2 separate regions of the Zea mays genome follow, and region 1 is linked to region 2. Evidence: chromatin contacts called from public Hi-C data. All regions are on one chromosome and are shown on one strand. The core of a region is the stretch at or near the end of the contact, and the rest is flanking DNA. Distances in the headings are between cores, read along the strand shown.

The links. A called contact is a pair of places that touch in the nucleus more often than the background predicts.
Region 1: a contact with region 2 is called in a Hi-C map of leaf, with 7 times the contacts expected there. The contact joins the promoter of LOC100382679 here to the promoter of LOC100191272 in region 2. A contact is called at or near these places in 3 of 25 Hi-C or Micro-C datasets (ear, leaf and tassel).

What each region holds. Positions count from the first base shown.
Region 1 is chr1:306,322,697-306,325,396 of Zm-B73-REFERENCE-NAM-5.0, forward strand. LOC100382679 (Outer envelope pore protein 24A chloroplastic) reads left to right here and starts at 1,399. Exons shown (of 3, transcript NM_001175403.1): 1 at 1,399-1,697; 2 at 1,784-2,167. The coding sequence starts at 1,500.
Region 2 is chr1:306,178,422-306,181,121 of Zm-B73-REFERENCE-NAM-5.0, forward strand. LOC100191272 (4-nitrophenylphosphatase) reads right to left here and starts at 1,440. Exons shown (of 11, transcript NM_001136706.1): 1 at 1,192-1,440; 2 at 1,007-1,074; 3 at 361-453; 4 at 212-283. The coding sequence starts at 1,291.

The DNA.
Region 1 (2,700 bases), core at 149-2,648, 140 kb after region 2:
CTTTTGAATCTTTTTTAATGTCTTGAACTATTTGTGTCTGAGTTGTTCTATCTTCTGGACGAGTCCCCAACTCTATCATGCAACCCCTAAGTATATAGACTCGATCCATTATTAAGGACTCAATCATTTTACTGAATTGGTGCTTCAGATTCTATAACTCTACTTTACCTCTCCTTCCTCAACCGCTTCATAAAAAATACTTTATAGTGCTTCAGCTTCCATGATCCATTAGTTTTTAGAGTTTCTATATCAACATTTTACACCTCGATATGAGTGGATGCAAGATATTTTCCAAAGCACATTGAAGTCATCTCCTCCAAAACAAAGAGAATTAGGAACTGAAAACTCTTGGCCTCGTAGTAGTTTATGTATCTAGCAATCTAGACTCAACCTCGAGTGCCACTTCTACATGATAAGGCAAATTATGCATGTGAGTACGACACAAATATTGATCCTTCCCTATCCAAATCGAGCCCATAACCATGCTAGAGGCTAGAACATAGTTCTGTTAAATCTTTTCTTTCATTTGAAATTGGCCTAAATGGTGCTTGTCAGAAGCCTACTCTCCGCTTGAGCCACATCCTGAAATACCTTCAATAACTCTTGTGTTTTTCTTAAAGTCATTGATCTTGTTTGGAGCATTCTTCATACTCATATAGATACTAGAACATCACTTTCCTCCGCAAAGTCATGATAGGGTAATTAAATGGTGATGACAAAATAGGTCCCAATCACTTTCCTAAATAGCTCGCTAACCGACCCCCTAGACCTCCAAGTGCCTAGCTAAGTTCTTCTCTTGAACCCAAGAAGGTAAGGATGTCCACAACGGTCCCCCGTATATCATATCCATATATCTCACTTTTGTCTACCCTCTATCTCTCTAAATCCTAATCACCACAACGATTCCCCTAAATTCATCCTTCTATACATAATACAATGTATTCCTAATATATTTTAAATTATATTTTTAACATATGTATTTATTATAGTCTAAAATTATACATAAACATTAATTTTGTGTTTAATTTGTAATTTAGAGTATAAACAGATTTAGGAGGAGGTGAGAGAATACCTTAGATGAAGGGGGAGAGAGGAGGTTACTGCAACTTATAGGGTGGTGATGGAGCAACCACGGTAGCCAGCCTAAAAGACTAGTCTGAGTTGATGACTCAAATGGCGATAAAGTTGATGGGGACTGATTTATAAAAAAACTAAAAATTACCGTGGCAAAAACAACCCCTTTCAGGATTGAGCCGGACCACATGTAGCAACATGGGGTAAGTAGGTAGGTAGGTAGGGAGCCCAGGCCCAGGAGGCGCACGGCGGAGCCCAGCAAGGACAAGGACTCCGTCCGGGTACGGCGGCGGTGGCGACTGGTGCGATGCAAAGGGCGGAAGACGCGGAGGAGATAGGACAACTCAGCGCACCACACAAGGCACTGTCAGCAGCGGCGGCCGGAGACTCCCACGCCAGTGCCAGACTCGATTGGGAGGGGAGAGATGAAGGCCACGCTCAAGGGTCGCTACGAGGGCGACAAGGCCACGGCCGCCACCAGCCTCGCCGCCCCCGCCGGCGACCTCCGCCTCAAGGCCTCTGCCACCGAGGCCGTCTTCGCCAACGGGCCTTCCCTCCGGGGCCTCACCCTCACCCTCGAGAAGCCTGGAGCTTTCCTCGTCGACCTCAAGCCCCACAACCAGGTAAACCGTCGTCTCCTTGGCGTCTCCACCTACCTCCTCATCCTGCCCCTCCTCACCTCACCTACCGGCGGCTATCTGTGTCGCAGGATGTGCGCTTCCAGTTCATGAAATCCGCGCTCGTGCTCGACAAGCGCGTCAGCCTCACCTACACCCACTCCACCAGCCTTGCGGCGCCGGCGCCGCCCTCCCGCACCACGCTCGACTGCACTGCCACCTTCGACCCCGCCAACAAGGTCAGCCTCTCCCACACGCTCGGGTCCGGCGGCTGCCGCGTCAAGTACACCTACGCGCACGGGGTCGAGCGCCTCACCACCATCGAGCCCCTCTTCGACACCAACAAGAACGCCTGGGAGTTCGCCGTCACCAGGAAGTTAGCGGGAGGGGACGCCGTCAAGGGCACCTACGCCGCCACCACCAAGCTGCTCGGCCTCGAGTGGAGCAGGGACTCCATCGCCGGCGGTTCCTTGAAGGTTTGTGTTTCATCAATCTGTGCCTCGATAGTAGGATCATGATTCCTGATTAATTCTGCGGCTTCAGAAACGAGGAATTCTTATCCGGTTTTCTAGGCAATCAAATGCATGCTTCTATTTTCCTACTGTAGTGTTGCTTCCCACATCACATGCCGACATGAAACCGTGCAAATGCAAGCATGGAGGGTGGGTATTAATTGAAATTGGGTATGCACAATCGTTGGATGTAAAGGCTGTGGTCACCAAAATCATCACCTAAACCTGAAATTATGTGAAAAGCCTGTTTGTTGTGCCGGGGGGGGGGGGGGGGGGGGGGGAAGTGAGCCATCTAGTCAGAATATGGTTTTGTCCTCCAAACATTTTAATTGCCCTGCATACAGATACCATGCTGCAAAATTTGGATGTTATAGCCAGTGGATTATCTTCAATCGAGCACAGAAGTCTCAGAATAAACCAATAGAAAACATCCCATGTCTATGTTTTATTTATAGAAACTGTTGTCTGGTTGTTGGTTGCTGGAATAGATAAGAGAG
Region 2 (2,700 bases), core at 190-2,689:
TCTTATGGCAAACCCTTACTCATTAGTTCGGCGTGACCAATCTTACTGTAAATGTGTAGGCTGTTGTGCTATCAAATTCCCCGCGTACATATGTGCCACTTTCTTAATTTGTTTCCTCATGGTGATAATTTCAGTAAGTATCATGTGCCGAAGAAATCATAAGTCATTCACATAAAACAAAAGGAAAGAACATCACAATAATTTATGATACCTTCTTTTCTGGAGGAAAATTATTTAACTTCAAGAACATGGCTGCCGCAAACGATGATGTAAAAATCTCTTCCTACAACAAAGTAACAAATGATTACAATACAAAACAAATTTATTACTGGAAGAGTCTCCGCTCAGACCAAAACATACCTCAGTAACTTCAAGTCCAAGTGATCTGAATTTCTTTGAGTATTGCCTTCTCGACTTTCTAGAGTTGTTTGTTACAAAAACTAATTTCTTTCCCTGCACCAAGCCAATACATGCACTATTACTCAATTAATAAATTTCATAATCTGTATATACCTTTTTCTATAAACCAATAAGCCACCGAGTACTAGAGCAATGTCTTAAATAATGGCGCAACAAAGATCACATCTTGGTTAATGAGGTGAGTTCATCATGCTAGAATTCACATAGAAAAAAGATATAGGCCTATTATCCTTGTTTCAGACAGGAGTTATGTAGATGAACAAAACCAGAATAACTTTAAAGCAATGTAGTAGTAGTAGTGTCAATGATTTTCATTTCATTACGGTATCTGGTGCCTGGTGTGGTGTGGTTGCACTTACTGCCTGTCTCTATTTTAGCTTAAATAGATGCAACTTTGGAGAACCAGATTCTTCAAAGCCCCAATCAATCTAGAACCAGTTTTTTTTTTTAAGGCACGACAAAACAAGCTAGCCCTTAATTATGTACTTGTTTTGATCATTTGGCATTTATTTGCCTGACAGTTGAACTATTGAAAATGAGGAAACGAATTCAATACTTAAATAGTAATAAAGGGATGTTCCCATACCAGTTTCCTCAGTAGCTCCATCGTCTCTGGGACCCCTTCAATGAGCTTATCTCCCTTCCAAATGACCCCTAGACAAATTCAGAGAAGCAATTAGAATTACCGGTCAGAGCGAAGCAGGGGTCAAAATCTGAAGCGAAGAAAAAAAAACAGACAAACAAAATGGAGAAAGGTGAACAATCAGATACCATCGCAGTCGAAGAGGAAGGCGTCGACGGAATCTACGAGGGATCGGGCAGTGTCGGCGGTGAGGACGACGCAGCGAGGGTCCGGACGGCCGTTGGCCATGGGCAGTGGCGGAGCTGGTGAAGTTTCACGCCTAGGGCCACTAGTAGTTAAATTAAGCACCTAGTAATTTTGTCGGCCGGCGCTAATGCGGTGGGGAGGGGGACACGACGGTATCGCGGCCGGCGCTCGGCGCTGGTGGTGGTGGGTGCACGCTGTGTCATCGTTTAGGTGTCTGGGCCGGTAGTGGTAAAGAACTTGGCCCAACAGAATTGGGTTGGATTTAGTGCACATTTGGCGAGGCTTCTCTTCAGCGACTTCAGCTGCTTCATGTTTAATAAAACACAAAATATATATGTTCTATTGGTTATGTGAGTGAATATGTAGACAACTTAAGTTTCAACCTTCACTTGTGCATAATTTTACCTTATTTTTGTATAAAACGAGGAGGAGAAGAGTGACGCGCAACGACTACGAAACCATAGAAGTTGATGCTTTATATAGTAGATAGATGGAGAAATTGTACCAAACATTATTTTTACATGGCTTTTAGAAAAAAAAAACACTTCTCTTTTTTCTATTAGATAGGTGAAACCAAAAATGGTTTAACAAACCAATACCTTATCACCGACTATTTGCCTCACCAAATCGCTCCTACTCATCCTTTTCGTCTGTTTCAAAACTGAGACAACACACCTAATTAAGGGACAAGCAAAATGGTTAAGAGAAGTTGTACCCGAAATTGATAATGGTTGACAACAACAATAATCATTTAAATAGTTCACTCATATGACAACGGGTTAAGTGTGCTGCCAAACACCTTGACACAAGGTTATATGTTGTAAGGAGAAAGTCCAGAATCATACTAAAATATTGAACATATAAGTAACAAGCAAGTGCTTGCGGATCCTCTTACCAAAGGCTTACCACCCAGTGCGTTCACAGTCAACAATAGGTTTATGGTATAGCATATGTTTTTTGGGCAATAAAAGGACCCAAAGTTAAAATATCTGTTTCAGACCAGAGATGCGTATTGTAGCTGTTAAGTCTATCGACGATTGACCGTGAATGAAGCATGCTCTACACACTAATCTGTAATGGAATATGAAAAAAATAAAAGGTATAAAGTTGAAAGTATAAGATGAAATCAAGGGTGAGAATGTTGGAATTAATCTTCACCAGTTAGCCCAACGGAGAACTGGGCTCTTGACCTCACACCCTGATCGGGGGCGTCTACACCAAGACGAGGTTGGTGGAGGTTGGTGGACCCCTGATGCGCAGCCTATAAATAGAGAGGTGGAAGTTGACGGCTCGACAAGAGGTTCGCAGTCACTGTATCGTCTACAGTTTCCCACCTCACACCCTAGACTGATCTAGAGTGATGCTGTCAGCAACGGGAACTACATCACCGTCGACGTCGAGCTCGCTTCCCCGACCGTCGCTGCCCTAGCGCAGATCTTTAACGACGAACG